2 separate regions of the Zea mays genome follow, and region 2 is linked to region 1. The links are chromatin contacts, called in public Hi-C maps. All regions are on one chromosome and are shown on one strand. The core of a region is the stretch at or near the end of the contact, and the rest is flanking DNA. Distances in the headings are between cores, read along the strand shown. Region 1 holds the start of LOC103625889 (ATP-sulfurylase 3, chloroplastic-like). Region 2 holds the start of LOC100285109.

What was found. Hi-C and Micro-C count contacts between places; a contact is called where the count stands out from the background.
Region 2: a Hi-C map of ear shows a contact between it and region 1, with 1.6 times the contacts expected there. The contact joins the promoter of LOC100285109 here to the promoter of LOC103625889 in region 1. A contact is called at or near these places in 2 of 25 Hi-C or Micro-C datasets (ear and root tip).

The regions. Positions count from the first base shown.
Region 1 is chr5:8,173,681-8,177,037 of Zm-B73-REFERENCE-NAM-5.0, reverse strand. It overlaps LOC103625889 (ATP-sulfurylase 3, chloroplastic-like), which reads right to left and starts at 1,315. Exons shown (of 5, transcript NM_001301566.1): 1 at 610-1,315. The coding sequence starts at 1,184.
Region 2 is chr5:8,325,997-8,329,276 of Zm-B73-REFERENCE-NAM-5.0, reverse strand. It overlaps LOC100285109, which reads right to left and starts at 1,316. Exons shown (of 7, transcript NM_001367334.1): 1 at 1,178-1,316. The coding sequence starts at 1,298.

The DNA.
Region 1 (3,357 bases), core at 66-2,565:
AATACAGTGAGTCCGAGATCCGAGGTCCGAGGGTATGTCTATTGGCCTAGACCAACTGCGACTTGGCTGATAACGACCAACACATACAGACAGATATCTTGATATAGTAGGAAGCTATTTCTAGCTGTAATAGTACAACTGACAAAAGAGGAAACCACCTCCTATAAAAAACATGTTTGTTGTCAAGATGATTCTACTTGATAGAAATTTCACCTAACAACAGTTAGCTCTGCAATACCAAGTTATGTACTTATCATTCAGTAAATGACCGGTAACAGAATCAGTACTAACATAGTAAAATTATGGAAGGCACCTACACATTGTTGAGAGGGCCAAGCTCTGCGCCTTATGAAAGAGGGAAGACATGTGCGTTTTGAATTCATGTATGTTTGTAGCTAAAGAGGTTATTCATGAACCTAATTAACCAGAAGCACAGGCTCACAATTCCAAACCCTGCTGGCAACTACCAGCAATTATTTCTTTTGCGCAACCATGAGATCCTCATATGTTCTATTCTATCATCTTCAGTTACCAACGCACATACAGGCATAGGACCAGCGACAGGACAAGCCCACAAAACAAGCAGCAAGGGGGAATCGGTTGTCTTACTCGCTGAGGACGGCGATGGGGCGGTCGCGCTCGTCAACGAGCGCGACGCGCGTGGCGCCGTCGGCCTGGATGGCCCTTCGCTGTGCGTCCCCGACAGAGAGCACGATGGGGACGGACATGTTGACCATCCTGCCATCCTGGCCGCGGATGGCATTGAAATGAAGTGCTTGGAGGAACTCATGCTCGCGCATGAACCCTTGCAGCGGGCTCGCCCACCCTTCGCTGAGGACGTGGACCCATTCCTTGTCGACGCGGCCCAAGCGCAGCCGGTGCGGCAGCTCCGCCGCCTCCCGCCGCAGCGCCGCGCGCCGCCCGCCCTCCTCGGGCGCCACCAGGTCCACCAGCCGCCCGCCGTCGGGCTCGATCAGGCTGGCCCGGCACCGCACCCCGAGGCGCGCCACCGCCGCGGTCCTGGACGTCCCCGCCTTCACGCCCAACTTGGCGCTACCCACCGCCGCAACGGCCACCCGGGCCGGGCCCGGCGCCGGCGCCACCGCCACCGCCACGGCGCGGTCGCGGCCCGGCTGCGCGGCGAGCTGCGAGAACCCTGCGAGGAAAGCGGCCTGTGTCGCCATGCCAAGGTGGTTTCTGCAGCTCGATTCGGCTCGGGCGGTGGCGCGCCTCGTCCACCTCTGCCTCCTCCACTTCACGCCTTGGTCTCCTCTTTATATTGCGGGTGCGTTTTGTTTGGTTTTGTGAAAGGCGGCCACCACCGGACCTTCGCAGTGGCTGCGTGGGTGATTTGATTAGGAAAAGGCAAGAGGGGAGGCGGGTGCGCGTGAACCTGGATGGGATTGCGGGGCGGGAGGGACATGGCCGCGGTGAACACAGTCTGCCGGGCGGGGCGGGGAAGGGCAACGTGGGTCAGCCAGGGTTAATGGGGGTTGATGAGGATGCATCATGCCTGCTTGGCTTTTGGTGTTTTGTTTAGGATGCTGAGCAGGTTGGATTTGGACTGCTGTTAGTGTGATGACACCTTTTCAACGTCTGAACCTACGTGTCTTTGTGCTAAGGGTTTCTCTACGCAGGTCAGGTTTGTGGTACGGTGGTCATCAGCCATCAGCCATCGGCCATGATCGAAAGAGATCAAGAAAAGATGTGGGTGAAGTATTCCCTATGCGAAGGCTACAAGGAGTTGGACGACAGTTTTGTTTTTTTTATCCCAAATCAATTTCATTATTTCTTTTTGAATTTGACATGCCTTGCGCAAAGCCGCAAACATCAGGAAATGGAGGGTGTCTAACCTCAGTTCTAAAAACTAGGAGTTAACCTACAGCAAGTGCTATGGTAGCAATCCAATTAACATAATCAATTTGCAAAGTACATACGCTAATCATTGAGCGATTCTTTTAGCATTTAGTATCTAGAGCTAAATGATTGGAGTTTCAATATATTAGCAATGTTCCTCAACTTCCAATGAATGAACGATTGCGGTAGTATTTATAGCCTCTCCACTCCAAAAGAGCAGTTGGAATCAAACATACATTTCCGTGATGCACTAAACTGTCCAAGCAAGTTCCATGCCCACTAGCCGTTGTCTACCATTCAAGCCTGGGTATCTGGTGCTACACCGGACATATCCGGTGAGTGTTACCCAACTTGGTTGCATTCGCATCCCTCTCTATGTACGCTGTCTCCATCGAATACATTCGGTGCGTTGTAGACCCCACACACGCTTTGCATGGCTTACTAGGTGTTTTGTCTGGTGTGGCATTTAGTGCACACGTACGCGTACAATGAACTCACTCTTTAGCACAGTCTTGAGCACAGGCACTGCACATGTCCGGTGCAACATAAGGTGTATTACTTGACACGCCCGATACACTCTGCAACATATTTTATCCGTGACTTCTTATTTCTTCGCTTGAACTTCTTCTATCTTACGTCTTGGACTCTTGCATTATATTAATAGATCTTTAGTGAGTCTTTAAATGTCTTGCTTTAAGATGTTGATCTCCTTGATAACCTCATTGTCTCTTATCAAGTCCACACTGCATCCTTTTTATCTATAATTATAAAAGCTAGCACACACATTATTGCAAATGATTATATTATTCATCAAACACTAAAAAACTTAATCAAATGTGTCGTGGTCTATTCTTCTTATAATCTATCCTCGTTTTTTATGACAAAGCAAGCAAAAAATCATAATACATAAGGTAAAATGCAATCTACTTGGTAGGGTGCATATGCACAGACAAGATTCATACGTTACAAAAGGATATCAAATAAAAGTATATATACTAAAGAAATATATTGCCTATGTGAAATACCCATATACTGTGGTATTATGGACTTAAGCTTGTCCCATTATTAGACCACATTCTTCTTATCTTGAACCGAAACCCGTAACAAACCACTTGCGACTTTTGAAAATTTTAAAAGAGTTTGTTATTTGATGAGCTTTGGACTTTCTTTTGATCCTCGAATTTCTCTCGCTTTAGAATCAAACACCAAAAGAAATACATTAAAGCACTTAGAAATGGTAAAAAAACTTGTGATCCCTAAAAAGATTTTATTCATTAGAGAAAGTTCTTTCCCTTTGGTGAAGTAATCTCCATAATGTGAAAAGGATTATCTCTCTGTAAAAAAACTCTCACATTTTTGTAAAAATTCTAGCATTTTGGAAAAGTTCTCATCAGTTGTTTTTTCTTTAGAAAAATTATGAGTTAAAAACATGAGAGAACCATTTTAACAAGAACATTATATTGAGAAGAGTAGACTCTCTCCCTCCATATTTAAAGAAGA
Region 2 (3,280 bases), core at 67-2,566, 150 kb before region 1:
CACCCATACATTCTGCAACAAGTGCCACCGCTTTACAGCCTTTTCCCATGGCACTAAAAGCTCAGCGGTCCGCAAGCGTTCGTCCATGCACCGAAACTTGTTCGATCACCCCGTCAGGGATCGTGAATGGGAGACAGAACCACGAGGATGTGTGCCACCGGCGGTCACCGCCGAGGGTATGCTCAGGGCCAAGATAACTTGCGGCACGCTTCCGGCGTCCCAACGGTTGTTCCGAGTCAAGACAGCGAATAGCCTGCAGCGGCGTTGATGAAACCTGGGAGCCGCCTGAGTGCCGCTGCTTCGCAGCATTGCCAACTCGGCAGACAGGCATGGGAAGAACCGAGCACACTGGAACGAGGTAAGGTACACAGCGGTGGCGAGAAACCGAACGCTGGGAGCCGCCTGAGTGCCGCTGCTTCGCAGCATTGCCAACTCGGCAGACAGGCATGTCAAGAACCGAGCACACTGGAACGAGGTAAGGTACACAGCGGTGGCGAGAAACCGAACGCGGGCGCGCCGTAGACGGGAGCTCGGGGCCGTCCCGGGTAGCTCCCGCGGCAGCTGGCGCGTAGCTCAGCGCCTCAGCGTCGACAAAGCAGACGCGGTTCAGGAGAAAGCCCGCGCCTTTTGGACCTCGTGCAGATCAAGGGGGGCGCAACGGGACACCTCGGGATCGTCAACAACGAGCAGAGAGAACACTAGATGCACCGTGGCGACGTGGGAAGAAGAACCATCACCGGGAGCGCTGGGCACGAAACCCCGGCTCCCGATGAGCTCCTACTCTCCAATGGGCAACGGCAACGCCGGCCACGGGGAAGCAAACGCGAACGCGGCGGAAGGTGACCACCACCACGTACGAGATGGACGCGCGCGACGAAAGGCACGACCACAATCCACGCGAAAGGCGGCGCGTTCGCCACCCTCCTGGGACCAAAGAACTCGCATCGGACGCCAGCCCGATCGCCGGGAGAATCTGAACGAGAGAACAAGAAGAATCTGACACCAAAGCGAAGGACGCAAACGCGCGGAGATGAGCTCCCGCGAGTCCGCGACCACGAGGGGGCGGCGCGGGTGGGGAAACCATGCCGGCCTCCAGCGCGGACGCGGATAGAGAGCTCGAACGAACGAACGAACGGGACAGAGACGGCCAGGAAGGGAGAGAGGAGAGGGAACTTACATGTGTGGAGGCACAGGGCTACGGCGGTGGCCTCCCTGAGAAGTCCCCGGCAGAGCGGGCACGTCATGCACGCGGCAAGCGCCTCCCGCCGCACGCGGGCCAACCGCCTCGCGGCCCTCATCCCTTAGGCTCGTCCTGGGCGGCCGCCGAGCAGCAGCTCCTCCCTCCTCCTCTTCCTCCTCCGGACCCGTGGGATGCACGGGTTCGGCTGCGTCGGAGCCTCGGCCTCAGGAAGACGCGGCGCGGGGAGGCGTATCTGAGGACAATCCACGGACGTGCGGCGGTGTTGGTGGCTTCTCTGCTGCGGAATCGGACAGCGGCGGCGGCGGAGCTCCGGCGAGGCGCGGGGTGCGCGAAGGAGAACGGGCTGAAGAGTCGTGTGTATAAATAGAGGGGTAGCCGTGGATTTCGTGTGGGCGTCGCCGGGTGCCCGTAGCGCAGCGGCGCAGCCCCAGGCCCCACGGGCCAGTCGTCCAGGAGCTAGCTCTGTCACGCGCCACGTAGGAAGACATATGTTGGGCACTTTTTTTTCCTCCATGCGAGAAAACGATCTCACTCACCGCCTTTAGCAACCATGTTTCTCAAAATCATAGTTTTATAATACTATGTTTTATAATTATCATGACAATACCGTAGTTTTATCAGCTCCAAAAATATCATGTTTTAAAAAAACATTGTTTTAAATACAACATTATAAATTATGATATCAGTTAAAAGCTAATCGTGCCATGAAAACTTTGAGTTGAAGTGGAGTTTTCAATACTCCAAAAATATCATATTAACTAGTTTATCATAATTTTTAAAACATAATTTTTAAAATTGCAACCAGACACCTCATCACATAAAATACTACGGTATTATTCAAAACCATTGTATCGCATTGAAATTGTAAAATATACTTCACTTCCAAACATTCTCGAAAATTTTCAGCTAACTCGCCGTCACACCTAACAAATTTCTCCTTTAACCCCCTCGGTTCAGAATTTGAGTTTCTAAACTAACTTTTAACATAACATGGTTCAAGGGGTACTTCATCCGTTTTTATTTGTAGTTTTATACGCCATGTTAGCTTTGTTGTTAGTCAAGCTACTACTACTATTATTGACCACCTCCACCTGTTAAAAAAATCCTTGTGGAAATATAATATGTAAATTATAAATTATGAAAGTAGTTTTATATTATCTAATAAAGATAGAAAAAACAGAGGAAGTAATAATAAATTCTGATGTGCCAGAAAATGGGTACTAGAATGTATAAAACAACTAGTTCCCTCTAGGGATGGCAATGGGTACCCGAAACCCGATGAGTAAAAACCCTATTAGGGCACGGGTATGACGGATTTTGATACACATGGGTATTTTATTGGGTCATTTGTTATGCCCATCGGGTACGGTGGGCGTGGGTATGTTCTCTGTTGCCCCCATACCCGCTACCCGATAGGGAACCCGCTAATATATGACACGTGGGTCCGGATTTATATGTCTCATATAAAATGAATTTGCTCTCGCTATTTGCTAACCCTAAGAATCAATGCTATGTTTTGTGTGATTTGAAGGCATGACGTTGCCATTTAATGTTGAATATTGTTGAACCTGTGATAAAATTATGTTGGGTTCGATACATTTGTTATGCTGGTACTTATTATTGCGATTCAAATGATCATGTCTATCATAATGTTAATGGGTATGAGTATGACGTAATTTTGTACCATGATGGGTAGTGGGTATGAATATGGGTCAATTTTTCCTAGTGGGTATGAATATGGCTTCGTGTGCCCACTGGGTACCTTACCCACTGGCATCCCTAGTTCCCTCGCATGGGTATAGTAGATAGATTATCCAACGTCCTGCACGTAGCTTTCGCTCCCCTTGCTCACAAAACACACCAATTTCATGGTGGCATTTCCTTTTGGACACCTTCTACGTTTGAGTTGGCGGCAATCGTATACGTACGCTGGCAGTTTCATTTTTCTTTTCTTTTACCAAGACCTGATAAACCGCCGCCGGTGAGGTTTCACGTGACTACAGTAGCATTGTGGCAGCTCTCCTTTCTTCATGCCTTTTCTTCCGTGGATGGAGGTCGGAGGAGAGCAGGTTGTTTCAG